Linked DNA regions of Mus musculus: regions 1, 3, 4, 5, 6 and 7 are each linked to region 2. A link is a contact called in public HiChIP or PLAC-seq, capture Hi-C and promoter capture Hi-C data. All regions are on one chromosome and are shown on one strand. The core of a region is the stretch at or near the end of the contact, and the rest is flanking DNA. Distances in the headings are between cores, read along the strand shown. Region 1 holds the start of Smyd2 (SET and MYND domain containing 2). Region 2 holds the start of Kctd3 (potassium channel tetramerisation domain containing 3). Region 3 overlaps Ptpn14 (protein tyrosine phosphatase, non-receptor type 14). Region 4 overlaps Ptpn14 (protein tyrosine phosphatase, non-receptor type 14). Region 5 holds the start of Cenpf (centromere protein F). Region 6 overlaps Smyd2 (SET and MYND domain containing 2). Region 7 has its middle 20 kb from the start of Cenpf.

The links. Promoter capture Hi-C pulls out the DNA fragments that hold promoters and counts their contacts. HiChIP or PLAC-seq counts read pairs in DNA pulled down with a chosen protein or histone mark. Capture Hi-C pulls out chosen DNA fragments and counts their contacts.
Region 1: a contact with region 2 is called in a capture Hi-C map of embryonic stem cells, with 3 times the contacts expected there. The contact joins the promoter of Smyd2 here to the promoter of Kctd3 in region 2. A contact is called at or near these places in 15 of 39 promoter capture datasets (the 3T3-L1 cell line, 3T3-L1-derived adipocytes, the C10 cell line and 10 more), 1 of 15 datasets of contacts at CTCF or cohesin (large pre-B cells), 14 of 484 Hi-C or Micro-C datasets (CD4 T cells, CD8 T cells, Th1 cells and 7 more), 24 of 115 datasets of contacts at active chromatin or transcription factors (the 230-238 cell line, astrocytes, bone marrow-derived macrophages and 16 more) and 3 of 9 other capture datasets (adipose tissue, embryonic stem cells and liver).
Region 3: a promoter capture Hi-C map of pre-B cells shows a contact between it and region 2, with 4 times the contacts expected there. The contact joins the enhancer-like site here to the promoter of Kctd3 in region 2. A contact is called at or near these places in 4 of 39 promoter capture datasets (the 3T3-L1 cell line, hippocampal neurons and pre-B cells), 1 of 484 Hi-C or Micro-C datasets (pre-B cells), 1 of 115 datasets of contacts at active chromatin or transcription factors (astrocytes) and 2 of 9 other capture datasets (adipose tissue and embryonic stem cells).
Region 4: an H3K4me3 HiChIP or PLAC-seq map of the SCID.adh cell line shows a contact between it and region 2, with 6 times the contacts expected there. The contact joins the enhancer-like site here to the promoter of Kctd3 in region 2. A contact is called at or near these places in 5 of 39 promoter capture datasets (the 3T3-L1 cell line, 3T3-L1-derived adipocytes, hippocampal neurons and 1 more) and 4 of 115 datasets of contacts at active chromatin or transcription factors (the SCID.adh cell line, astrocytes, embryonic stem cells and 1 more).
Region 5: a promoter capture Hi-C map of pre-B cells shows a contact between it and region 2. The contact joins the promoter of Cenpf here to the promoter of Kctd3 in region 2. A contact is called at or near these places in 25 of 39 promoter capture datasets (the 3T3-L1 cell line, 3T3-L1-derived adipocytes, the C10 cell line and 16 more), 2 of 15 datasets of contacts at CTCF or cohesin (both in the NIH/3T3 cell line), 24 of 484 Hi-C or Micro-C datasets (B cells, CD4 T cells, CD8 T cells and 16 more), 39 of 115 datasets of contacts at active chromatin or transcription factors (the 230-238 cell line, the NIH/3T3 cell line, the SCID.adh cell line and 28 more) and 4 of 9 other capture datasets (adipose tissue, liver, macrophages and 1 more).
Region 6: an H3K27ac HiChIP or PLAC-seq map of cardiomyocytes shows a contact between it and region 2, with 9 times the contacts expected there. The contact joins the enhancer-like site here to the promoter of Kctd3 in region 2. A contact is called at or near these places in 1 of 39 promoter capture datasets (pre-B cells), 2 of 484 Hi-C or Micro-C datasets (embryonic stem cells and urothelial organoids) and 13 of 115 datasets of contacts at active chromatin or transcription factors (T-cell acute lymphoblastic leukemia, astrocytes, cardiomyocytes and 7 more).
Region 7: a contact with region 2 is called in an H3K27ac HiChIP or PLAC-seq map of T-cell acute lymphoblastic leukemia, with 7 times the contacts expected there. The contact joins the enhancer-like site here to the promoter of Kctd3 in region 2. A contact is called at or near these places in 8 of 39 promoter capture datasets (the C10 cell line, the HPC-7 cell line, cranial neural crest and 5 more), 8 of 115 datasets of contacts at active chromatin or transcription factors (T-cell acute lymphoblastic leukemia, bone marrow-derived macrophages, embryonic basal ganglia and 5 more) and 1 of 9 other capture datasets (adipose tissue).

What each region holds. Positions count from the first base shown.
Region 1 is chr1:189,920,679-189,924,063 of GRCm38.p6, reverse strand. It overlaps Smyd2 (SET and MYND domain containing 2), which reads left to right and starts at 1,773. Exons shown (of 12, transcript NM_026796.2): 1 at 1,773-1,957. The coding sequence starts at 1,785.
Region 2 is chr1:189,005,546-189,009,479 of GRCm38.p6, reverse strand. It overlaps Kctd3 (potassium channel tetramerisation domain containing 3), which reads left to right and starts at 1,640. Exons shown (of 18, transcript NM_172650.2): 1 at 1,640-1,950. The coding sequence starts at 1,868.
Region 3 is chr1:189,797,123-189,800,856 of GRCm38.p6, reverse strand. Ptpn14 (protein tyrosine phosphatase, non-receptor type 14) reads right to left here. Exons shown (of 19, transcript NM_008976.2): 3 at 2,176-2,345. Among named protein-coding and RNA genes, the nearest start is that of Gm51739, 20 kb to the right of the region's middle. Within about 2 kb of position 1,711, at least 91 of the 459 cell types and tissues checked have an H3K27ac peak or open chromatin away from gene starts, as enhancers often do. A contact at or near this core is called in astrocytes, hippocampal neurons and pre-B cells, where this site is marked.
Region 4 is chr1:189,829,146-189,833,090 of GRCm38.p6, reverse strand. Ptpn14 (protein tyrosine phosphatase, non-receptor type 14) reads right to left here. Exons shown (of 19, transcript NM_008976.2): 6 at 293-363. Among named protein-coding and RNA genes, the nearest start is that of Gm26574, 7.2 kb to the left of the region's middle. Within about 2 kb of position 2,155, at least 61 of the 459 cell types and tissues checked have an H3K27ac peak or open chromatin away from gene starts, as enhancers often do. A contact at or near this core is called in the SCID.adh cell line and embryonic stem cells, where this site is marked.
Region 5 is chr1:189,686,623-189,690,388 of GRCm38.p6, reverse strand. It overlaps Cenpf (centromere protein F), which reads left to right and starts at 2,303. Exons shown (of 18, transcript NM_001081363.2): 1 at 2,303-2,413.
Region 6 is chr1:189,896,966-189,900,666 of GRCm38.p6, reverse strand. It overlaps Smyd2 (SET and MYND domain containing 2), which reads left to right. Exons shown (of 12, transcript NM_026796.2): 3 at 739-849; 4 at 3,184-3,244. Among named protein-coding and RNA genes, the nearest start is that of Smyd2, 23 kb to the left of the region's middle. Within about 2 kb of position 1,411, at least 9 of the 459 cell types and tissues checked have an H3K27ac peak or open chromatin away from gene starts, as enhancers often do. A contact at or near this core is called in cardiomyocytes, where this site is marked.
Region 7 is chr1:189,705,886-189,709,836 of GRCm38.p6, reverse strand. No RefSeq gene overlaps it. Among named protein-coding and RNA genes, the nearest start is that of Cenpf, 20 kb to the right of the region's middle. Within about 2 kb of position 2,111, at least 45 of the 459 cell types and tissues checked have an H3K27ac peak or open chromatin away from gene starts, as enhancers often do. A contact at or near this core is called in the HPC-7 cell line, T-cell acute lymphoblastic leukemia and pre-B cells, where this site is marked.

The DNA of each region.
Region 1 (3,385 bases), core at 524-3,023, 910 kb before region 2:
CCAAGGTCATTCTCTGGTACTTAGGGAGGTTGAGGCCAGCCCGTCTCAAAACAAAACACGCAGTAGGAGAAAGGTGTGTGTGTGTGTGTGTGTGTGTGTGTGTGTGTGTGTGTGTGTAATGGAACACATTTCTCAAACTCTGCAGTGAGTTCTTGGAAGAGTAAACCATGTACTGAGTTTACAAACATGTTGTTTGTTTATTTCTATGTCTTTTCTTCTTTGTACTGCTAAGATATCCTTCCGCAAATCAGAATGCTAAAAAGCAAGCCAAAATGAATCCAAAAAAACACGCTGCAGATCTACATAGGTGGGCATCTTTAGAAAGTCTCAAGATTTGAGAAAATGCTTCCAGCAGACGGCAGAGTGGGCTCTAGGCACAAACCTACCTGAGAATGTTGCTTGTCACAGGTGAGTAGGGTATGGAAGAGGGTTTCCCAAATCTTACACCTATTTTAAGGTAAGCAAGATGTGTTAAATAAGCACATTAGCTCAATGGTACCCAGTAATGAAGGGTTATTATTACGTGGAATTGAAGGATCCAGGCCTACACTTTGTCCAAGTTTATAGTCCAGTGATGTCCATGGTTACTAAAATGGATACATGGACCTACAAGATAGTTCAGAGTATAAAGGCACCTACCACCAAACCTGACAGACAAATCAGACACAGGCCCCATGTGGTAAAAGGTGAGAACCCACTCCTGCAAGTTGCCCTCTGACCTCTACACATGTTTCCAGCACACATACAGGGGTATGCTCGCACACATGCACTCATACTTACAAAAAAAAAGGGTAATAATAAAAAATAAAAATGGGCCAAAGAACCCATACCCACGGTGCCCTTTCCTTGGAGGAAGGCTTATTCATATTATCACTAAAGAAATTTTATTCACGGGTTCCAAATCCCCCATTCTATGATTTGCCCTGTGAACGAAAGCTGGAGAGAAAAAAAAAACAAACCTGCAGCTGGCACTGACCCTCTTTCTGCAAAGCTAATTAACCGACTTGAACTTCAACCTTTGCGGAGAGGCTGCAATGTCTGGAGCTTATTGGCAGTTTTCCTTGGGCCCTCTCCAGTTCCCTTAATAGCTACCCGTTGCCTATCCTGTGTCTAACCTACCAGCTCGTGAATAACAGGTAAAACCGCCTGGAACATAATCAAGCCATACATTGAGAGTGCAGTCAGATTGCATCTGAGGCCTGTAGCTGAGGTTCCCTCCCTTCTGCAGCCAGCCTACCTGGGGGGTCCCACCGACATATTTTTGACGTCTTGATTTATGACTTTCTTTTTCTGTTATTATGGAATTTTTTTTAATCAAATTGTTACAACGTTGGAACGTAGACTTTGGGGTAACCCAAACCTGGCCATGACCCCTCCTATTGGCTCCAGAATGAACTCTCTCTAAGTTCCCTGGGAGGTGAGAACTGTGTTTTTTAGCACGCACAGCTCAACTGCAAACCACACTCATTCATTCCCTGCTCCACCACCCGGGATCTTAGTGGGGACGCTGTCTGCGGGCACAGCGGGTGGTGGCCTGGGTGGCTTGGGACTCCAGCCTTCCTCACCGGGCAGCGCAGCCTGGCGGGTGCAGGCGGACTCCCGTGCGCGCGCCCTGCGCACCGCCCTCCCGCCCCGCGCTCCGGGGCGCGGCCAGGGCACAGCACCCGCCCCGAGCAGAGCGCCGAGTTCCTTGAAGGCCGGCGGCCGCGGCAGACCTGCCTTCGCTCCCTCCCTCCCTCCCGTGACGCGCGTGCCCCGCAGCGCGCAGCCGCAGCGCCGCCAGCATGCGCGCCGAGGCCCGCGGCGGCCTGGAGCGCTTCTGCAGTGCGGGCAAGGGCCGGGGGCTCCGCGCGCTGCGGCCCTTCCACGTGGGCGACCTCCTCTTCTCCTGCCCGGCCTACGCCTGCGTGCTCACCGTGGGCGAGCGGGGCCACCACTGCGAGTGCTGCTTCGCCAGGTACGCGGGGACCGTGCGGGCGGGAGGGGCCACGCGGAGCCACGTGCGCCGCGTCCGCTGAGCCACGGCCTGCCCCGCAGCCGGACCTGCGCCGCCCCACGCGTGTCCGTTCTAGCTTAGGTTCTCTGTGGTCCCGAGGCCTCCCGAGCTGTCCTGAGATGGGCGGCTCCCCCACCCCCTAGGGAGTGATGACCCGATCAGCCAGGGACGCTTCCGGTCATTCTGGAGGAGGGAAGCTATGGAACAGACACGCCTATGAGACTGGGCTCCGTGGATTGGGATGAGGGGACACAGTTTGTTGGGAGAATATTTGATTGTACTACTTCATACATGTCCTGAGTGTGTAGATGCTGTATCCACGGCCACATGCTAAGCCTTAAGGTAGTTGCGGATCAGGAAGGTGCGTTGGGATTCCCCCATCCCACCCTGTGTCTTCATTTTACAGACACACTTTATCTTAAAGGCCGAGAAGAGATCATTTTACTGTTGGGACACTAAAGCCCAGAGAGGAAGGGTAGCTGTGTATACACAAGGCACTAATTAGGGGCTGGAGCCTGGCCTGTCAGGACTGACACGTCCCGCCCACCCACTTCCTTGCTTCCTAAGTTTGCTGAGGTAGGGGGTCTGGCTTTGGAGTTGAGCCTGTCCCAGGCCATCTGTGGATGCCTGAGGAAGGAACCCTGCCTGACTTGCTTTGAAGGTCAGTGTCATCACCTTTGAAGTGGAGATGGTGGGCTAGATTAAGCTAACCTGGGGTTCTGCAGGTACCTCTTGCGGGCTGCCCCCAGTCCTGCACTCCACGAAGCTCTCAGCCTCCCAGACTCGTGCGCCTCGTTCTACAATAAGACAACAAAAGAATGGACAAAGGTTGCATATTAGAGTAATCTCGGCCGGACTCCCTGCCAGAACTGTCTTCCGCTGGGGGGGACCTGGAAAGGAACTAGACGCAGAAGCGTGCCGTGGGCAGCGGAAGGGCTGTATGTGATGTGCCTCTTTGAATTGGCGAGCCAAGAGCTAAAGGGTCATGGCACCACTTTGCGACGTTTGAGTGAAGTGAGCATTGGGTTTTCCCAAAGTTAAAAAGGCTGCTGCAACTGGTCCCTTGATCTTCTGAGCCTCGCTGTGGCTGGGAGTCTGCAGCAGTGTGGGTGTCTGCAGTAAAGGAGCAAAGCGGGTCACCCAGCACAGAGGGGGCCTCCGTCAGGGGTCCTGGCGCTTGGTGTGCGGTGAGAGGCGTGGGCCTTGCGGAGTGCGTAGTAGGGACTCGTGGCCAGTTCTCTCCTCCTGAAATTAAATATCTGCGTTGACAGCTGAGGCGTGCTTCTCTCCTGTTGGGAGTGTCCTGATTGTACAAAGACACACAAGCTTCCAGAAGTACCCTTACAAATCACCCAGCCTCAGGAATCCTGTCATTTGTGACAGCTAACC
Region 2 (3,934 bases), core at 391-2,890:
CTATCTCCAGTAAAGCATTAAAAAGCTCACAATGAACCAGAGTTGAGCTGTTTTCCATCTTATTACCATTAGCTAGGGGAAATAATCTCTCCCTCCCTCTCTCTCTCAAGATTTATTTATTTATTTTATGTATATGAGTACACTGTAGCTGTATAAATACTTGTGAGCCTTCATGTGGTTGCTGGGGATTAGATTTTTTAGGACCTCTGCTCGCTCCTGTCAGCCTAAAGATTTATTTATTATTATACCTAAGTACACTGCTGCAGTCTTCAGACCTGCCAGAAGAGGGTGTCAGATCTCATTATGGGTGGTTGTGAGCCACCATGTGATTACTGGGATTTGAACTCAGGACCTTCGTAAGAGTAGTCAGTGCTCTTACCCACTGAGCCATCTCACCAGCCCCAGAAATAATCTCTCTGTCTGTCTCTGTCTCTCTCTCCCCTCCTTCCCTCTCTTACCCTCACACTCTCCCTCTCTCCCTCCCTCCCTCCCTCCCACCTTCTTTTCCTCCCCTTTCTCTTTTTGAGACAGGGTCTCTGTATCTCAGGCTGACCTCAAATTCTATGTAGTTGAGGAGGCCTCTAGTCCCTTCCTTATTCTTTTTCCTTGGTTCCCCCTACCCCCACAGTGCTGAGGTTACAGGATAGCACATCTGGTGTGGCTGTCCTTTATAAAAATCAATTCTGGAGCCAGGCGGAGGCAGAGGTAGGCAGATTTCTGAGTTCGAGGCCAGCCTGGTCTACAAAGTGAGTTCCAGGACAGCCAGGGCTATACAGAGAAACCCTGTCTCAAAAAAAAAAAAAAAAAAAAAAATCATCAATTCTGGAGAAAGTGTATCATCTCAGTGGCATATTTGGCAGCAAAATTAAGCAATGTTTAATGAGGATAAGATGTTTTCTATCCTCTTATAGTTCATCAGTTTTAAATTTTATGAGAAAACTATTAGACATTTAATGCTTACAGTTTAGCTTGTTGAATTAGATATCTTTGAAATATAGTGTGCTGTCTCCATTAGCTGACCTACATCCCATTGCCATAGTACTCTTTAAAAGTATGATTTAGAGGTTGGACATTTAGGTCAGTGATGCCTAGCAAGCACAAGGCCTCATCATATTCCATCCCCAGGAGGACACACTCACACACACACACACACACACACACACACACACACACACACACACGAAATCGCTAAGGTTTGGTGCTCCAATGCATAATGCTGAGAGAGAGAGAAACAAAAATCAATCAGTAAAGAAAATAAAAGTGCGTGTATGTACAATCTAGAAACATGTTGCTGGATACCGCTCACTCCAGCAGGGTTTTTGCTTTCTCCTGCCCTGAGGAGTGGTGGCATGGAAACTATGCAGTTTGCAGGTAATGCGCTGTATGGTGTTCAATATCTTTTCATCGAGTGTACTTAGATCAGTCTGAATAACTGCGAAAGTTTCTTTTTTACCTAAATCTTGTGCTGGTGAAGAGGCAAGGGGCAAATCTTTCCTAGGCCATCGGTGGCAGAAGACCCTTCGTCCAGCCCCGCCCATCGCCAGGAGCTCCTCCCTCTCACCAGCCCCGCCCACTCCTTCTTCGTAAGCGTGAAGCGCCGGCGCTACAGCTTTTTGTCCCTCGCGGCGACCCGTCCTCCAGATGGTTGTGGCGGCCGCCATGGAGGCGAGTGGGCTCTGAGGAGAGGCCGGGCTGGGCCGGCGGCCTCCAGCCACGAGCGGCGGAGGCCACGAACACGTAGTGGGGGAGGCTGGAGCGAGCCGGGCCGCTGCGGGAGGCTCGGCGTTCCGAGTGTGCTCCGGCCGCCGAGCCGCCGCTCCTGGCTCCGGCTCCGGCTCCGGCCCTGGCTCCGGCTCCCGCCGCAGACATGGCGGGCGGGCATTGCGGCAGCTTCGCCGCGTCGGCGGCCAGCAGCGGGGAGATCGTGCAGCTGAATGTGGGGGGGACCAGGTGAGCCCGCGACCGCGCGGGAACAGTGGGTGGGACGCCCGCTGCTGTAGGAGTGGCATGTGCCAGCCTAGGTGGGATAGGTGTTACAGCCGGGGCGGCGTCTGCACGGCCAGGTGGGGTACCCTCGGCAGGGCAGGGTGGCATCTACCTGGTCAGGTCGGGTACCCACTGCAGGGCAGGGCGGCGTCTACCTGGTCAGGTCGGGTACCCTCCGCAGGGCAGGGTGGCATCTACCTGGTCAGGTCGGGTACCCACTGCAGGGTAGGGCGGCGTCTGCACGGCCAGGTGGGGGACCCGGAGACAGGTAGGTACAATTTTGCATGATCCAAGCAGCCCTATGCACTCTTCAGAGTCTGGTTCCAGGTCGAGTGTATAGACTGTTAAAACTCAGTCTTTATTCCCCCGGGTTCCTATGGTGTAAGTAAGGCCACAGGAACACAGTTGGCATGGTGGGCCTGCCTGACCAAGTGACTTGGGGCCTCTGGAGGGTTGAGGCATGCTGACACCGAGCTGTCAGCGTTGCAGCTGGTTGTCGTCTCCCGTGCTAGGGCTTGAGTTGTTGCATAGGAGCAACCGGTTGGACTGTTGAGTCTTTAGTCTCTATTAGACCTTCCACTCCCATTTTGTTGGAGTGGAAGTTTGTTGGCAAAACAAACAAACAAACCAAACAAGCAACAAAACCAAAAACCCATTTTTGTATTTGCCGTGACTTACACATGACTCTTCTCAGAAAAGGATATTGCCCCTACTAGTTGAGGGAAGCTTGGGTTTAAGGCATAGTAAGAATAGAGGGAGAGGGGGGTTCTAATGCGCAGGCTATTCTGTTGTCCTGGGAAGGCTAGTTTTCAATGTCTTAAGATTTTAAACGTGTAACACTTTTGTTATTTAAAAATACAAATTAACAGTTGTGAAACAATGGGCTCTCTGAGTGCTGGAGAACTTGGGGTGGTCTTCCTGCTTTGTCACCTTTTACCTCCAAAGCAAAGTTTTAACAGTTGGAGACCTTGCACCTCTAGTGCATTCCTTAAGTAGCAGGTCATATGCAAATGACTTCCGCTGCATTTTATACTTACTAGGTCCTGTGCAAATGACCTCATCTAGTGTAAATAGTGTGTCTTCCCTGCCCACCTACGATTACAGGAACCTATTGCAAGTGACCTGGTATGTGAAAGTGAAATAGTCCACAAAAGGCGTGGGCAGTGTTACTACAGAGAAGCAGAATGGTGCTCGTGGCAAACCTTAACCCTGGTTTCTCTGTGGATGGCTCACATATTTCCTTCCAGGCATTCAAGAGAATATAGCTTTATGACAAACAACTAAGTTATATTGTCACTTTAGAAAAGATTGGTCTGTCTTACTTGTATGTGTGAGTGCAGGTGGAGGCCAAAGAAAGGGTCCCTTAGAGCGGGGATTACAGGTGTGGTAAGTTTTGTTGAGAGCCACCTGACATGGATGCTGGGAACTGAATTCTGGTCCTTAGCAAGATCGGCAAGTGTTCTTAATCACGGAGCCATTTCTTCAGCCCTTACATTGTTGTTTATTGTGTATTGGAGATGGATGTGGCTGGCAAGATGGCTAGGCTGAAAACGGCACTTACCAACAGCAAGACTGGCCACCTGAGGCTCCTCCTTGGAAGCCACTTAAGACGAAAGGAGGACACTGACTCCACATGTGCACTTCGTTGTGCATCAAGAGTGAATAAGAAAGTAATAAGAAGAAAGAAAGTGGATGCCTTAAAGGCTGAGCTGTCAAGGATTTCACTTCATCTGTGGAATGTGACTCTTACTGGGTGCTAGTTAGCAGTTAATACCAAATATGACAATAAATGTACTCCTGGCTTGAGCGTTTTAGAAGACAACCTGTGGCACAGCTTGGAGCTCCGAGTCACTGAATAAGTGCCGAAAGCTCTTACTTAGAACCAGAAGAAAGTCAGAGGACATGCTGCCCAAGGGTGAGACAGTGAGCAGCATGCTGCTGGCTCGGG
Region 3 (3,734 bases), core at 462-2,961, 790 kb before region 2:
GCACGCGCACACATGCGTGCGTGTGTGTGTGTGTGTGTGTGTGTGTGTGTGTGTGTGTGTGTGTGTGCTTGCACGCGCAGGCATCCAGCAGCTCTCCAGCTGCCCCTGGCAATCCTTAAGTTGCCCAATAAAGAATTTCTTCTGCCTCCCTTACAAACCATCTTTTCACCTTCTGGGCCCAGACAAATATGAAAACCACGTGTTTACAATGAATCTGTTGCTATGCAAACACACTGCAAAGAATCTTTCCTTTGATTCAGAAAGATATAAAGGGAGAGGAAGCCCAGCAGGCAGGAGCCCCTGCTGAGGGAAACTCGGCCAAGGCGAGGAGAAGACAGACAGCCTGGGAAGAAGTGTGGTGGGTCCCAGCAGGACCCAAGGAGTTAACATCCTCCCAGTCCACGGAACACATCCTCCAGTTGGGAGCGAGGCTGAAAGTTCCCAGCTTCTTAATCTCTTAGCTCCTATGGCTTCGTGACTCATCCCCATCTGTCTAGGAGCAGCCTGGCCGCTGCCAGCCTGTTCCTGCACATGTCTGGAATCACACTGGGCCATTTATTTTTCCCTCCTTTGATTTTTTTAATTCCATGTTTTCTCCCTTTGATACATTATGTGTGTGTGTGTGTGTGTGTGTGTGTGTGTGTGTGTGTGTGTGCGCGCTTGTGCACGGAGGCCTGAGGTTGATGTTGGGTATCTTTCCACAGTCACTGTCCACCTCATGCTTCAGACAGTCTTGCTCACTGGACCTGGAGCTCACTCCTCCTACTAGGCTGGCTGACCAGGAGACCCCAGGGCTTCTCCTCTCTGCCCTGTCCAGCACCAGGATTCACTGCTGCCAATTACAGGCTGGTCCCGTGCTTTTGTGGGACTTGAGCCCCCCTTGCCGCTCTCCCCTTGAGACCTTTCAGGTGTCGTCTTAACCTTGGGCCTGACTTATCCACGTTTTCTCCAGTGTCTCTCAGCAGGCCTCCCCACTATGAAGAGATTCACCTCCAGTCGGCCATCATCTCCAGTGGGTGAGATGGGATGATCTCAAACTAACCTCAGAAAGCCACAGTTTCCAGCCATGGACCTCAGGACTGCTGAACCCTGGGCCACCAGTCTCCACCCATCCCTTCTCCCAGCGGGAGTTCCGAATCCATGCTGCCACCTGCAGCTTTCACACGGTTCCCGGGTACTAACTCAGGTCCCCATGCTTGGACGCCAGGCGCTTTACCCACAAAGCCATATCCACAGCTACCAACAACGGATATTCACTAAGAAGAAGGCGGGGTGGGGGGACAAAGAAGAAGGAGGACAAAGAAGAGGAGGAAGAAGAAAAGGAGGAGGAGAGAGACTAACAGAAACATAAAATTTCCAACCATGTCGTCATTTGAGAACTTTACAATCCTGAAACCCACAAGGTGAAAATTAATGCACAGACTCTGCATTCTCTACACATGTCAGCAGCATTCCTAAGGCCCAAATCTGAGCAACAGGTTTAAAAAAACAAAAACAAAAACAAAAAAGTGCTCCTGGGCTTCCTGCTCCTTCAGGAATGTCCACTTGACGGGCGACCCCAAGGCTCTTTGGCAAACATCTTTTGCCACCATGCTCACTGCACTGACATCAACAAAATGGTCTCGTTTTGCTCAGGGAATCACAAGCAATCCGAGCTTTACGAACACTTTCAGTTCCTTCGAGGACAGGAGACGGCGCGGCCAACCCGAGTCTCCGCTAAGGCGCTGACTTCCTGTTTCTGCTTATGTAACCCACGTGATCAAAATTCTCACCCTCTCCACATCTTCCTCCCCAAGTTTACTTTAGAACCACTCTATTGCTCAAGTGCAGAGTCCAACGGAGTTTGGGGTGGGCGGGTGGGGTACATAAAAACAGAATTAGGTGGCTAGCTTTTACTGAAATGCTAGCATACCCATTTGACCATCCCTAACATATACTTCCTTGCTGCTAGACACAAAACTCACCTGTTTTACCAGGGCTACAGGGAATGTCGGGCATTAGCTACACGGATTGAACCAAAATATGACTGTCGCATGGCAACAGGCAGACAACCTGCAGCTACATCGCCCACTCTGCTTCCTCACACAACTTAATCAACCAGCAGCTCCACTTCGCCGGAAGCCTCCTGGTTATCCACACCCTTATGGGGAACTCGAGGGGGAATATTGTACCTACCTTGTGGCCTCCTGCTGAAGCCGTGACACATTTGGCACATAGAACATGACTCCGAAGAAAAGCAGAGGCTCGTTAGCAAACTTGTCCAGATGTTTCTTCAGTGGCTTCTCCAGCTCTACCCATCTCGCCTGCTGGCTCTTGCTGAGAAACCAAAGGCCGAAGTAGTGCGTCTAGATAAAAGGGTACAATCCTGTCAGTCTGTGCTTCCCACGGCAGTCCGAGACCACACGGAAACCAAGCCTCCCCAGCTGTGTCATCAGAAGCCTGAGATCGTAGGCCCGCATGCAGAGAGCCAGCGTCTTCTCTTTCCCAGCGTGGGACAAGCTAAAAGAAACCACATCCATTGACACAGCCACCTACAGAAGCGGTATTCCAAACGACTAGACTGCTTATGCATGTGGGTCCCCGAGAACCTGTGTCAGAGGAGGGGCTGGGGCAGACTGGGGACAGGGCTGATTGTACAGAAGAACATGAGCACCTGGGCACAGAGACCAAGGTCAGCCTTGGTGGCCATCCTCAGGAGCCCACCACCTCTGTTTTACACACAGGATTTCTCTCGCAGAGCTGGGGTTCGTTGATGGCAGCTGGCCAGTGAGGCCCAGGTTACCCCCGGTCTTGCTTCTCCAGTTCTGGGATTCCAAACCTTCCCCAGGACACCTGGCTGGGGTGCTGGGTGTTGAAGTCTGGTCCTCATGCTTGCAAGGAAGCACTTAACCAGCTGAGGTGTCTCCCCAGCCAGGGGCAGGCTGACTTCTTTCCTAACCTCAGAAGGACGATGATTCCCTGTCTGATCTGACACCACCCGGCATCCACCATAGAGTCACTTCTTATTGGATCTGAAGACAAACCCTGGCAGCTGTAAGCTTTGCCAATGTAGATACTTACACAATCTATCAGCATTTAACAAAAAAAGACGTGTGCTCTGTCTGTACCTTAGTCGGTATGTTAAAAGCAGTGCTCTGTATTGTTTTATTATACATGAATTACAAATTTCTCCCATACCAACCTTTGAGACTGCAAGGTTCTCTTCTCCCCAGCTGTCCCCCAAAGCCAACGGTGGCTCTTGAAAGATTACTCTGGCATTTGGTAGATGAAAGTGTGATTATCACCCTAAAAATTGAAGCCTCAGCCAGCTCGGCTATGAACAGCATTCTGAATGACTGAAGCATGTACCTCCACGCACCCAATCCTGTCTTTATTTGAACACGTGCTAAGATGTCAGGATTAGTGCAAACAGATACACACACACACACACACACACACACACACACACTTCTGAAGATGCCTTTGTGTTCTGTGACAGCTTGGGCTGGCTTACAGCACACCTGGGGCTCTGCCTTGAGGTAGTGTGCTCACTACCAGGTTTAATCTCCAGAGGCATTCCTTCCTTCCTTCTCCATCCTCACCGCAGCTGGCCACCCCTCCAGTCACCGCAGAACAATCCCTACAGAGATCCCCAGGGAAGCCTCGGTCCTGTTTTCCCAGCATGCCCCTGGCCTACGGAAGCCGGAGTGCACAGGCTGGCCGAGATGGTTTTCTCAGCAGGGTTAAAATGGTTG
Region 4 (3,945 bases), core at 906-3,405, 820 kb before region 2:
AGTTACTCAATTAAGACACCTAGCCTTAAAAGCACTAACTATTCCACACACCTCTGTGGACAGTGTTGTCTACTTTGAAAAGATACCAGTTTGCTCAGGACTATGAAGATTTTCCATAATTTTAGAAAGGAAAAATTTTCAAGAGAGAGGAGGGGCAGGGAGGGAGAGGAAGAGAGTAAGGAAGAAAAGATAAGGACAGGAAGAGGGAGGGAGGAAGCACAACCAGGAGTTGGGAGGAGACAGAATGTGTGCTGCGTTGGCCGGACAGGCTCTCGGACTCCGCCTGCCTTACCTATGAGCTTTGTGTTCCTGGGCCACCTTCTGGGTTAGCTCCTCCAGAGCCGCCTCCTCCATGGCCAAATCCTGGAAGAACAGGATTACAGATCAGGGGTGGTGTCTGACAGTGGCTCTCTTGACAGGTGTCTCCAGTGATGCACCCGCCCCCTCCCCAGAAGACTAGGCTCAGGTATATGGTCCCTACTGTTGCACACACGTCTTCTCCATAGCCAATGGGACCCGTTAGGCAGAAAGCTCCAGGCCTCACCCAGCTCTGCCTCCTCAGCCAGCTTTTCTTTTACGTGGGTTCTGGGAATCAAACTTACGTCCTTACAAGCTCATTACTGTCCATCTGTCTCCACAGCCTGCGGGTATGTGTTTTTTAATGATTAGGGCAGAAGCCAATGAGTATCCATGCAGGCTATCATTTTTAAGAGTTGAACATTGGAATCTGCTGTGCCAGGACCTTTTGCCTGCCTCTAAAATTCCAGGCAATGAGTTTAAACTGTGTGGTGGCAGAGCTGGCTCTTTCTGGTGTTACTTGCTGCTCAGCATGGGAGGGGCTGGAACACACCTCAGGACACCTACAGGACTGTCTGCAGGACCTCATGTGTACATGTCCTCCTTAGTGCCTCAGCCAAGGCATACTGGATATGCCCAGACTGTCAGGCACCAAGAGGGCAAAGCATGCACATCTGGCTTCTATGCTCCATAGGTAACGGCAAGAAATCTTCCAGCTACGTCCTGCTGAGGGCGTCTCCCTGCTCCTGCTGTCTAGGGTACAGGGCGGGGTCTGAAATGCGGGCGGATTCATACAAAGTGTGAGGGAATGCTTGTTGTGTGAGCAGGAACACCTGAGGTCTAGCCTTAGAATCCACGAGGAGAAAATATGGCTTGGGTGTCTTACGGGGTTTGACGTGGGTGCTGGGAACAACTGAAACAGATGGCTTGGGAGGCCGACAGTCTGCAAGGCTGGAACCTGGAGCTCGCTGCCCTGAAGATGCAGCCTAGTGAGTGAATTCCAGGCAAACAAGAGGCCCAGCTTCAAAACCCAAAGTGGACCAGCACTCTAGAAATGATAGCCAGGGCTGATTTCTGCACGCGCGCGCGCACACACACACACACACACACACACACACACATATCTTAAATAGCATTTATTTATATAGAAGTTCACTTCCAATGTCATAAGCCTACATGGGTGCAACCCTTACACCAAACCCAAAATAGACATGGCTGAGAACTACTCTATCTCAAAACAACAACGTGAGGAACTGGTATTGTTGAAAGTTGAAGAAATGAGCCCATAACTGTGTCTGGAAGTTCTGTTCTGTGGATTCTAGAAGGCCCTAAGCGCCCGAGAAACAGAGAAGTAGATGAACCCCAAAGGGCTCTTTCTTATTATTGGTATTGATTGACTTCTGGACAGCCACTGGGATGACAGGAAGGAAATAAACAGGCTTCCTGTTGTGAGACTCGAGGGGTCTTGTGTGCTTGACACCCTAACTGCTCCCATGCCTCTCAGGCAGCAGCCATACCAGGTGCTGGCTAATTCTAAGAGGCACAAAGGAAGAGAATGAATTGAAGATCAAAGGGCTTCACTAAACCTCCTGTTCCGACTTTGAAAGGGCCCCAAAGTACCCTCCTGCTTCTATCTGCAGCTCCGTGTCTCCAGCTGTGCATATGTGGGGGGAGGGGCGGGGCGAGGTGAGGCTTGCACACCCCAGAGATGTGTAAGAGTGTGGCAGTGCTGGATAACAAACGGCAGGGAGTGCGGTACAGCCACACACCTGTGGGCCGTCTGTGTACTTTGTTCTCTTCTCTGCTGAAGAAATGCCATCTGCCAAGTCAGTGACTAGGCAGGATCAAACAGGGCCATTCATCCCGCGTCCCTCCCCCAGCTGAAGAATGCATGCTTCCCTTTGAAAGCTCCGGTAGAACCTAGCTGAAGGTTGACAACTTTCCATGGCTCCCCGCTGCTTGCACAATGAGATCGACACCTGGGCCTGGCATCTGGACCTTTCTTCAGTGGGACCCAGTGGTTCCTTCCAAACCGCCTCCTCTGAGAGTGCAGAGCCTCGGGCAAGCTGCTGTTCTTAACACAGCCATTACTGGTTTTATTTACACTGGTGCCCACACTTCTGGAGAGAACTACACAGTACATCATGCAATGGGAAATGCCCCATGTCAGCTATCGCTCCCTCCACGGTGCCTTCCCTCACCTGGACATGCCCTCTCTGCTGTGGGCACCCCCCACACCTCTTCTGGGTGTTCTTTCTACAGTGTTTCCACTGTGGTTATCTGTACAGCACCCTAGCTCCTTCCTTGCCCCCATCCCCCTGACAGAATATGACTACCTCAAGGGCAGCAATTCTTCCCATCCTGTGGGAAGCCAGTCACAGGGCTTTTCCAAAATGACCCTTCCAAGTTCATAAGACAAACTAAGCGGTCAATAAATATCACGGAACTAAACTTGGTGGACGGCATGTGACTTTCGTATTATTAGACAAGAGGTTTTGATTATGCCAAACTGGTTAACGGTAGTTTGTCCATCCCTCTGCTTACCCTGTCTGCTTGCATTACAAAATGCAGACAGTGGCACTGATCAACTCATTTGCATATCATAGAGTCACTCTAATAGTAACACACCCAAATGACTGGTCACTGAGAACTTGCCCTGGACCAAGCTCAGATGGATGGTTTCCCTGATCTTCACAACGGTGCTGGCTTTATTCTCATCTCAGATGAGGCCATCAGCTAATTTGCTCAAGGTCATAAGGCCAGTTAGGGGTGTTAACCCCAATACAGCCTCAGCACCACCCAGCAAGTATGTGGTGAAGTTTCAGAACACAGACTACCCAGGACAGATCATGGCAGGATGGACTGGGGATATGTGCGCAGAGAAGAAAGATGAGGGCTGAGCCCAAGCCTAGGCCCATTCCAGACTCATGCACACAGGAATCCACCGACTTCTTATTCAGCATTCCCAGAGGACTTTAGGGGAGGATAAAAACACTTCTGATCTTTCCTACACAGCAGCCCCTAGACACACACTTGGCTACTGAACAGTAAGAGATAGCCAGTGTGGACAGAAAACTCAACCTCTAACTTCATTTAACTTTAATTTAAATTTGAATATAAACATCCACTGAAGTTAATGATAAACCATTCTGCAGAGAGCAAGCTTAGACCTAAGAATAATAATCTTGATAGTTGGGAGTCAGGATAGCTGAGGCAGGACAATCTCATGTTCAAGGTCAACATAGGCTACATATTAAGTTCTAAGTTAGCTTGGGAAATTTTGTGAGACCTTGCCTCAAAATAAAACAATATCAAAAAGGCCAGGGAAATATTTTCATCACTGGGTACTGTCTGGCATGTCTTAAACCCAGATTAATCCCTTATCCTGCAGGCAGGTGTGGAGCGAGGACTCTGTGAAGAAGGGCCTACTGGCTGAGCGGGCAGTTTGCACTACTTGGCACGCTGATTCCTTAGAAGGATTTTGTTCAGGGCAAAGGCAAAGGCACTGACAGAGCCATGGTCCAGAGGGAAAGCTTCTGGAAGGCTCTCCATCAACGGTAAGCACTAGGCGTGCTCGGAGTCTGCTGTGATCCCTGAGCTGACATCATGGACATAAGAAACCCCAATCTCCAAAACCAGAAAGAATAA
Region 5 (3,766 bases), core at 1,054-3,553, 680 kb before region 2:
TGTCAGTATTACACAACCTAAGGATTGATGGGCCTCTGCCCACACTATTGGACACATTCCCTCTAGATCACCATGACGATGTACTCTCATGTAGCAATTTGGTATAGACGAATAGACGATTTTACAATTTCTGATGATTTTATAGAACTCAAATTGATGTAAGTAATCTCAAGTCCCCTAAGAAATAAAGCTGCAAATAGTGCTCTTCACATGTCACAGGCTAATTGCACGAGGGAAAGAATGCAGGCTTGGGACAAATTTATGATCAAGGAAAAGCATTCATTTTAAGTCAGGTTCAAGGAAGAGGCTACAAGTGTGCACTATAATAAAGCAATAAAGTAAAACTACTGCTTTGAATTTATAATGACCTTGTAGAACGAATCACTGCTTTGAGCTTACTGTCAACACCCTTCTGTAACCCTCCTTCTGTGTAACATTTCATCTGTGAGGTAATTTTATAAAGAATTTTTGTCTAAAAAGGTAAATTTGCCAGAGAGAAAAAACAAAGTGTGGCATTTAGGGCTCAGCCCCATTCACCAAATGAATATATGTCTATGTCCGTTTGTCCATGTGTATGTACATAAATAATATGTAGGTATATGTGTATCTATGTAAGTTGGCATGAACACTTGTGAAATTGTTGAGACAGGTGGTCCGGCAGGGCCAGAGTGTGTGTGTGTAGTTGTGTGTTTGAATTCTTTCTTCCTCTTCTTTTCTCTCTGGCTCACAAAGAGTTAACAGACTCCAAGCCTCTAGCCTGGCCATGGAGGGGTCCTTGAGTCAGAGAGAAACTAAGCCTTTTTTCTAATACTCTTGTTGCTATCAGTTGGAGTCAAATTACCAGAAACCAGAGGTCTTAGAATAGCAAAGAATTAAAGAGAAAAACTCCTGAAAGCAAGCAGCTTTTGGACATACAATAGCAAAGAATTAAAGTCAGAGAAATTGCTAAAAGTAAGTAGTCTTTGGCTACAGAATAGCAAAGAGAACTGCCAAAGATAAAGCAGCTTTGGTCTCCATCTGACTCTGTAACTCTTAGCTGCCTTCCTGGGGAAACTGGGTGCTGGGATAAGCCCTGGGCACTAAGTGACCCTAAAAAGAAATGGGATGTGAGCAGAGAGACAATGAGAGGGATCACTGGAGAGGAAAGAGGAACTGAGAGCATTTTTATGTTTTAATTTTATGTGCATGCATGTTTTGCCAGCACGTATGTCGTTACATACCTGTTGCCTGTGGGCCCAGAAAAGGGAATCAGATTCCCTGAGCTGGATTTATAGATAGTTGTGACCTACTATGTGGATGTTAGGAACTGTACCCAGGTCTTCTGCAAGAGCAGCAACTGCTGAGCCACCTCTACAATTCCAAGGATATTTACTTCTTTTTTTAAAATTATTTTATTTTAAATTTATTTTCCACACTCCATATTCCATACCCCCGCCCCTATCCACCCTCCGTTTGCATCACATCCCATACCTCCTATGGATATTTACTTTTAAAGAAAAATATTTAGGCATTTAGGTGCTATTAGGAAAGTGGAAGCAGTATACTCAGTTTAGAAGAGCCTTGTGAATATTTGAATCTGATGAAGTGTTCCCCTCGGATCTCATATTCAGTAAATCCTGTCGGCGTGAGCCACCACAACCCATGCGAATCGCATATCCAGATTTTGAAAATATGGAGATGACAGAGAGGTCAGCAGTTGAGTTTTGCATGCATGTCTAGATTCAAGTTCAGATTATTTGTTATACTGTGCCTCTGTTATCCGCCCCCCCACCCCCCGCCTCCCCTCCCCTCTTCTTTTCTTTTCGAGACAAGGACTCTTGTCTATAGCCAGGCTGTCCTCCAAACGCCCTCCGCAGGGCTGCTATGGCAGGTGCGCGCCAACTTTTAAAGTAATAATCAACTTCGCAGCTAACTTTTATAATAATAATCCCCTCAGAGCTAACACCTTACGCTTGTCCTACGGTTAGAGCGAGCGGCCTCCCCGCAGCACAGACCTCACCTTACCCTGCTCCTCAAGCCCGCCCAGCCGCTCAGGGTTTAACCCTCATTCAGACCCGCAGTCCGCTCCTCCCAGCGTGCGGAGCCCGTCTCTAGGCAACGCCAGTGCATCCGACGTCTGCGCAGGCTCCGCCGCCGGCTCTGCTTGTTTTTAAACAGTCGTCCAAAAGGGCCAATCAGAGGCGGCTCACCGAGAAGCCGGGTGAGGACTGGTCGAAAGCCTCTCGCCATGGCCAATGGGCGTGGAGGCTAGCTGGGCGGGACCGGAAGTGAGCGGGAGGGAAGAGGGGCGGCGGCGGCGGGCAGTTTGAATCGCTCGTGCTGGTCGGGGAGGAACGGTGCGCTGTGTGAGGAGCTCGGCGGTGAGGAACTCGGGGCTCGCAGAGCCCGGAGCCAGGTTCTGTGAGGAGCTCAGGTGAGCAGCGTCCCCCCTCGGGGCCCCCGTCCTCCGCCCGCGGCCCCCCATCGGAGGCCCGCATGGTTTCTAGAAGCTTCTTTCTCACTTGGCGGCTTAGGGTCGCCAGGGTGCCAGGCTGTGCTGTGTGCTCAGCAGCCAGAACTAGCTAGCACTGGCAGAGAGGCAGGGGATCCTGACGGAGGACAACAGCAGAAACCTGCCAGACCCTCTTTAGGGCCTGAGGCGGGCGGTGGGCCCATGAACGGAGCCCTCCGCATTTTAAAGACATACTTTCGGTGGAAGTTCTTTTACACCGTCACCACAGAGATTTTGCTTCATCTTTCAAAGTCTTCTTCTCAGACCCTGCCTCTTTAATCTTAATTTTTTACATTTACGGATTTTACAACTTTTGCTCTAGTGACCCGATTTAGGTGGCTGACAGGTTGTTCCGTACCCAGTCAACACCTAATGGCAATTAGGCGATCGGTGTGATGTATTTATATATAAGTGTAGGAGAGGTAGAAAATGTATATAAGTGTGTAATGAACATAGTAAAAAAAAATGCCTTTTAAACACCCAAGACTAATAACCAAAACTCTGACATCACTCACTCCAAATAACAATCCTAAAACCCCATGATCCCCAGTGAACAGTATATAATTGGAGACTAAGACAATGCTCTGCGCTGCACATATGAGAAGACACCACCATAATCTGCCCTCAGGAGCCTCAAATCAAAAACTTCTGTTGGCTTGTAAGGCCTTAATGGGAAAGGTTGTGTGTAGTCTTGCTTCAATTTGATGTCCCAGGATCAGGTGGTATCCAAGGGGGTCTCCTCCCCTCTCTGAGAAGGGAAGGTGTTTGTGAGGATGGGACTGGGATCACAGGCAGAAGGGGAGGCTACCATTAGGATGTAGAATGAATAAATAATAATAATAAAAAGGAAAAAAAAAACTGAACCTGACAAGCTAAAATATGTCACCCAGGTGAGCAGCCCTGGGAAGATAGGGTTAAGACTGTAATTAGAAATTTAAAGTGTAAATACTGTATACTAATCCTCAGCATAATAAAATATAACTTTAGTTATCTTAACTACATTTGTAAATATCTTCTTGCTCTCAACAAAGTGTGTGACTACAAACATGAATATAGCTGTTTGTAGGTTTTGAATTAGAAAATAAACCTGCTGGATTCCCTTGCTTATATTGCCTCTCTAGATGTTTTGTTGCTTTTATTTTGTTTTGTTTTTTGACTTGTTGGCTGTGTAGCCCTGTCTGGCCTGGAACTCACTCTGTAGACCAGGCTGGCTTCAAACTCAGAGATCCACTGGCCTCTGTCTCCCAAGTGCTGGGGTGAAAGGTGGATATGGCT
Region 6 (3,701 bases), core at 162-2,661, 890 kb before region 2:
TTAGAGTCTTCAGAATACCTCCTCCCCTCCCCTGTGCACAGATGGCACCTCCTCCCCCCCCCCCCCAGCTGATGAGTGGGCAGTGTTCACCCCTTTACCAGGAGCAAAAAAAGCAGACAGGCGATAGGAAGGAATATAGTGGATGCCTTTGCTGGAGTCTGGTCTGTAACATACCCTCGATTGTACAAAATGGCAAGAGAGACTGTTGTCAGTGACGTCCCAACCTGAGACCAGAGCTGGAAAAGTACCACCAGCTTCGTAGCCTGAACCACAGCGTGGGACCCTTAAAAAAATTCCCCAAGCAACAAAAAAACACCTTGACCAAGCCAGAAGTTAGAGGATCAAAGCTAAGGGTTATATCTGTCTTTCTGTCTTTCGGGGGTGTTGTTATCTCTAGTCTGTGAGCATTCCCGAGCTTCCCAGGTGGAAGTATGCTCTACTTGACCTTGGTTGGGGGACGTACTGCAGGTCTCTTCATACCTTAGTCTATGTGTGTGTCTCTGAGTGTATTTCTGTGTTTGTGTGTGTATCTTTGTGCATATGTGTCTGTCTGTGTATCTGTGTGTGTGTGTTAATGTGTGTGCATATGTGTATCTCTGTGTCTGTGTATTTGTATATGTGTGTGTGTGTGTGTGTGCTTGTCTGTCTGTCTGTCTGTCTGTCTCCATGCCCCATCTGTCTGTTTCCCTCTGTGGATGTGTCTGTCCCATTAACAGTTTCCCCCCTAACCCTGCTCAGAAGGAAGACTGGCCCCTGCACAAGCTGGAATGCTCCTCCATGGTTGTTTTGGGGGAGAACTGGAATCCTTCGGAGACTGTGCGGCTCACAGCAAGAATTCTGGCCAAACAGGTGAGGGAATGGGAGAAGGTCCTGCTACTTGAATTCTCATTAAAGGTCACAAAGCCTGGCTGAGCTTGGCTGCACTAGACTGAGCATGTGGCTAAGTATCTTTGGACTTGACCTGCAGTCACACCCACACGTGACGGGAAGGCACTTAGGCATAGGCTTTGCTTGTATCTCCTTCGTGCCCCAGAAGAGGAACATACACATAGCAGGTCAAACCAGAGCTTTCTCTGGGAATTTTTTTTTCTTACACAGAAAGCATAGCCATGACTTAACAGCATCAAAGACCAGACCTGCGGAATTTTCCCAGAGCTTCCAATGAACCAGACCGGTCAGGGAAGCTTTGTGAGTTCCCCTCCTTGCTTTGTGATATGTGGAGGCAGTCTGTCCCCTATCTTGTGTGTCATTCTGTACCTCTGCTGCTTTGCCCACCTATGTGTAAGCAGGTAAGGACCCAGAGGGAGGCCCAGATACCATGCACAGACAAAGAGGAGTGTGTGAGGGTAGAGCGAGGCTGAGGAGGAGGAGAGCCTGGGAGGGGGAGAGGAGCTGCCCGTGCATTCATTCCTCCCAGGCTCTCAGGACTGTTGGTTGATGTGTGGCCAGTCCTTCCTAAGCACGTGAGAAGTGCATGCCGGCCTCTGCAGAGACCTGGGTCCTGAAGCCAGCAGGAAGATGTGAGGGGCTTATCTTTGACATCCACTGACGTGTAAGGGAGAATAGGTGGCAGTGTGTTGGCAGAGGCCTTGCCGTCTGTGTCCGAGTGCCTTGGCTGCGAGGCCTCTGAGCTGCAGATTGGGTTTTAAAGCTTCCCTCATCCGCCTCTGGCTCTCTCATCCCTTCCAGCTCCCACCTCCTCTTCCAGTCTGATGCTGTGGTTTTAACCTGAGTATGATTGTAACGATCGGCGCGTGTGCTCGTCCCCAGATCAGGTTTAGCATCCCGAATGTGTAAACAGCAGTAGAACATTCTAGAACTCTGAGGTCATCTTTCCACTGCGTTCAGCTGGGGTCGGGTGACTAAAAAGACCGTCTCTGAGTAAGTAGAGCAGGGGTTGCCTGCAGAGTAAGACCCAGAGATGAGGGTGGGTTTTTGTTTGTTTGTTTTTTTGTTTTGTTTTTTTTGGTTTTGTTTTGTTTTGTTTTTCTGGAGAAGACCAACTGCCTGCTACTAAATGACAATCCTCTGTGAACTAGTAGCCGATGGCTGGACAGAGGAACAGGGGTGGATGTGACTGTGCAGTCTTGGGTTACCAGTCCTTCAGATTGTATCAAGCCCCGCCCATTGGGAGACCAGTCCCTTGCTCCCCTGCCTTCCCAGGGTCTCTGACAGTGCTGTGTTAAGGACTCAGAAGGAACGTGTGTGCTGCCCCGCCACCCCTGGGTAGGATGACTTCTTACAGAAGTGTGCCTTGTGAATGAAAGATGTCCACTCTGGCTTTGGCTCCTGAGCGAGCAGTCTGAGAGCTGGGGTGAGTTTAGAGGTTCCCTTCAGTTTCCACGATAATTACCCCTAATCAACTGTGAAATAAAAGGCACCTGACCATCTCTTCTTCCCTGTAGGAATAGGTGATTTAAAACCCAGACCATTTGTATTCCAGGAGCCTGCAAAGGATTAGGGAGACAGGCGACCAACTACCCAGGGAAGCTGCACATGCTAAGGAGGGAGGGGAGAGCGCCCGCTAGACCAGCCAGCCACCTGTATCCCCACATTGAATGGCCAGATTACAAAGCCCAGGCCTCAGGCCAGCTCCTGAGCTCTGTGTTTGAACTCTTGTCAACACCAAGTTTATTCATGTTCTCAAAGCCTCGTGGGTTCACTATTGTTAGCTCCTCTTAGGGCGTCTAGAACAAAGGCAGCGTGCGTTTCAAGTGAGGCTCCGCTTGCAGATACAACCTAGTGTGTTCCTTTTGAAATGTGGAATTTGAGATCATTTTAGCCTATGCTTAAAGAAAGCGGGAAATGGATGGGGTTTCATTTTGTTCCTTTTTAGAAAGAAGAGTAATAAATAGTGTGGTTTGTCCGTAGACTCAATCCTTTCAAGTTGGGACCCTAATAAGTTGTTTCGTGGCCCCGTTCTTTTCTGTAATGAGCATTTCTGAGCCTACTGTGTGTGTGTGGTGTGTCCTGGTGTTAGGGTACAGCAGACCCTTTCAAAAGCTATTAAAATAAGCCCTTTGGATCTGGAGGTCGGACAGACTTAGCACCAAGTGTGGACTCCTCAAGTAGATTTCTTCCTTGGACATGGCTGTGTTGTCTTCATGGGGACATAACCAGAAAAGAGCTGTGTTTGACCCCGGGCATTGACATTCCTCTCTGATTTTTGTCTCCGATTACTAGAAAATCCACCCAGAGAGGACACCTTCAGAGAAATTGTTGGCTGTGAGGGAGTTTGAGTCACGTGAGTATTCCTCCGATGGTCGAGTGTTTATCTTAGTCACAGATTTAACATGCATCCGGTGGTATTGGGGGCAGAAATAATTGTTCTCAGTAAGGATGGTGACTTTCAAAAACCAAAGCTCTTAGCCTTGTTTCTCCCGAGTGTACAAGTCTGTCAGGACACGCTAGGGAGGCGGAGGTCACGAGGTAGGCTTCTCCTGCTCCCGGCGTGATGGATGGTGTCCAGTCCCAGCAGCTCTGCATCTAGGAAAGAGCCGAAATCTGTGTGTGCACGTGTGCACATGTCCATGTTTGTATGCAGGTGTTCATGCACTCACGTGCAGGTTTGTATGGAAGCCAGAGGACAACCTTAGGCATGACAGTTTACCAACCAGTTTCCTCAGCCTCGTCCATCCAGATGGCCTTACCAAAAGGCGTTAAGTCAGAGCTACCCAGCTCCTTGGCTGTGACCCAGATCC
Region 7 (3,951 bases), core at 862-3,361, 700 kb before region 2:
TGCATAAAGACCCTCGCACATGTATCTTCCCCAGAATGTAAGTGTCGAACACTGTCAAAATATAAAAACTTCCCAGTCAGCCATGGAGCTATGTGCTGTGGGAGCTCCAAGCAGACCTACTAAGGAGAGAAAGATGACACTGCTGGTGGAGTTCTGATTTTGACCAGGACTCCCTCTGACTCACAGGAAAATCCCTTGGAGTCCTCTAATGTCTGGGCGCCAGAACTCTTAATGGCTGTGCTCCCACAAATTAGCATTCAGATGTGTCAGTTGTTATTTACCACTAACGACTCTTAAAAGTAACTTTTCAGTAATGACATAACTTTAAAGCACCCTCCTTATTAAGAGAAGCAGGAGCACACGCAGTGGAGAGCCCCACTCTGAGGGGGCTGACATAGAACAGTGTCTCAGCCTGGGCGGTCAGGGCCCACATGTAGACCAACACAGACTTTGTCTCTTTTTAAAAAGGAATGACAAAGGAGCACTTACTATTGGGGAATGTCAGAGGAAATAGTATTTGGGAGAAATAGTGCCCCAGTCATTTTCCAGGGCGCTTAGTAGTTACTGGTGTGTTTATGGAAAACTATGTGAATTTCCCCATTAGCAGAGGGTGGGAAAGCACTGGAAATACCAATGTCCGCTGCGGCCGATGACTGCGGTCGCCAGAATAACACTCTGTTTCCCAAACTCTGTAAAACGTAGACTGTTGTGAACTGGAAGCATACCAAGAAAAAGTCTCTAGTATCACTTTAGCTAATATTAAGTGTGATGGCTGCCTGTAATCTTGGCGGTTATAAGCAGGTAGGAAGGAGAGCCTGCCACTGAAGCTCACAGCCTTTCTTGCTTTCCCTCCTGTGGTAATGATCCTCCTCCTGATGGGACTGGCACCTTAAGGGTGGAGGAGAAGGAGGGTCAGACACAGGATGTAACTTCAGTTTGGTCTGCCTAGCTTCCTTTTGAAGTACCCCGGGAGGGAACAAAGGTGGAAATTAACGAACTGGAAGGGGCTTCTGAGTCAGTCCTCTGTGTGTTCTGTTCCCAGTAGCTCTGCTCACACTGGCAGGTTGACTGCCCTCAATTTCCTTTAGGCAGAGAAGTCTAGATTCACCAGGAAGTACTGTTTCTTCCTAATGTGGGAGAGGGGGTTGAAGGAAGGGATCCACAAAAACACACTTTGATCAGACTTGTCATCGTGACACGACACCCAATGCAATGTATTGTGCACTGCTTTTAAGCAAACTAAAACATTTTTAAAAAGAATCACTTCTCTCTCGTGGAAGTTCTGTGTCCCATGTCCACTATTGTTTTTAAAGGGCATTTTAAAACGTAGGGGGATCTAAGAAGAAAACATGTCGATTTCTTTGTTAATAAGGGGTTTCTTCTGGTATCTTTGCAGCATAGTTCTGAGAGTTCCTTCTATGTTATTTTCTGCACATATTCCCCAAAGCAGAGGGACTCTAACACACCCTTCTGGCTCTGATTTTCCTGTTCTTCCAGCTAGTTGGAGAAATAACTTCCATTTTGGGGGTTGCTTTGAAATAGTAATGCCAGGGGACTTCTGCAAACAACAACAACAACAACAACACAAACAAGCAAACAAAACCCACAAAAAAACAAAACCAAATAGATATCGATATATAGATATAAATAAACTTGCCCAGCTGGCCAGCAGATTCAGCAGTGGAAACTCGGACCAGGTCTAAGGGCTCTGAAAAGCCAGTGGTCCGGGTCCCACCTCTCTGGGCCCTGTAAACAATAACAGAATCCAGGCAGAGAGATCATAAGCTTTTTTTTTTCTTTTTTGAAAAAACATAAGTCCCCAGAGGAAAACAGATCTTGATGCTCACCTAGCTCAGAGCCTCTGCCATAAACTGTATGCATCTGCTGCAACTTGATGACAGGGACAGGGGGGTTGGAGTCTCTTAGAGCGAGGCTTTGGAGGACCCTGGGTTGATCCCAAAAGCAAGTTTGGGTTTGGGTTAGAGAGTGGGAGAGAGAGAATCCCAAGCAGGGGACTGAAGGGGCACAAGGAGGAGGTAGGTAAGCTGGTGCTGGGACAGTCAGAGTAGACAAGGTCTGCTGTTCCCTCTGGGGAGATGTGCTCAGCCTTCCGCTCCTGGCAGCAGGGTCAGGACAGGCCTCAGCGTGACTGGGTCCCAGCCTGTGCTGCTCTGGCTCTGGCAGCAAGCCTTCATTAAGAACTTTTGAACTGACAAGAAAATTAATCTCCCATTCAGCAAGTTAAAATTCAACTCTCCCCCCTCCCTGCCACTGCCATGTCACGGTCAAGACTCCTGCCTATCCTGGAGTGACAGGACAAGCAGAAAGGGAGAGGTTAACAGCTTCCCCAACAGTAAGGCTACCGTCTGAACAACCGAGGCTCTAATATTGTATGCATTAGATTTCCCCTTAAAATTCAAAGCAGACTCACAGCTACTCCATACAAGAAGTTCTGTGTTCTCTCTCTCTCTCTCTCTCTCTCTCTCTCTCTCTCTCTCTCTCTCACACACACACACACACACACACACACACACACACACACAAGTTCCTGAATTACAACTTCCCTGTTCCATAGTTTCCAGAGGGTTCTGACCTCAGGCCTTTAAATATGATGTAAACAGCTAAAGAAAATACAGGGACCCTCCCCTCTGCCTTCCCTCCCCTCTGTTCTCCCTCCCCTCTGTTCTCCCTCCCCTCTCTCCTCCTTCCCCTCTGCCCTTGCTGCACAAGTGAGGATTTGTCACAACTCTGGAAATTGCTCTGCTGCTTCCCTGAGTGTGGGGTTATGCTGCTGGCCCAGGAATCCTGTCAGCCACTGTCTCCTTCCCCTTCTTTGCCCAAATGCCTAAACTCAGTTCATATCAGCTGTTCTGTCATCTTCACAAAATCCACCTCTCCTCCGGGGAAAGCTTTCTCATTTTCCAGTCATACCTGGTCTGGAGGCAGACCCTGGAGGACTGGAAAACCACATAGATTGTTCACGTAGAAGAACCAAACCGTTCCTGGTCTGGCCTCTGGATCTGCCAGCCAAGAAGGGTCGGGTAGTCTGTCTGTCTGCGGGTAGCAGGAATATGGAGTGCTCTACTCCAAGCTTGGTCCTGACTCTGGTTTTCCAGTTTGTTTGGGAAGTTTAGAACTACGTGAAACTCTCTAAATAGCTCTCCAGATGACAAGCCCTTGCCTAGAATCTGGAGTCTTTGAACCTACACCAATATGAACTTTTGCAAGACATTTTAACACGGTGTTAGGGTCTAAAGCACACTTAATGTGATGCCTACATGCCCTAGTGGAATAAGTTGCTATTTAAGACTGAACAGATCAAATATCCCACCCCTTCAAAAGTCTTTAGTAGGCATTTTAGTGCTTCCTGTGAACTGCAGCCGGACACTGGATAGCGCCTCCTTCACCACACTTGATTTACAGCTCGACACTTAGTGGAGGGGCTGCATGTGGCAGTGTGAGAGGAAGGGTCCAAGTTTCCTGACGTTTATACATGTATATGTTCTTGGACTGTACGCTCGCTGGCAATGCAATTTAACAACTCATTTCCAAATCTCTTCTTGGTAAAGGAATCCAGGTTACATAATCGAGAAAAACAAACATGTTGCCATCTAGCAGGAGCTAACATGTCCACTGCCTGATGGGCTGGGTTTGCTAAGCCAGCAGCCAAGGCTGCGGCAGGAGGCAGAACAGGAGAATGAAGGCCTGCCGGTGTGGATAAGGATGCTACTTAGTCATAATAACAAAGAGTAAGTCACCTTTCTGGCCCTGGTAGCCCTCGGTAACTCGGGATTTTGGGCTGATGACTTAGTTGTTCATTTACTGCTAATTAGGGCTGGATGGTCATTAGCCTACCTGCACCGCTCTTTATATTAGATGCTCTTTTCTGGGCATACAGCTCACCTGGGTCCTTCCCAACCAGCACATGGTTCCCATCGACTGTGTCGTTGT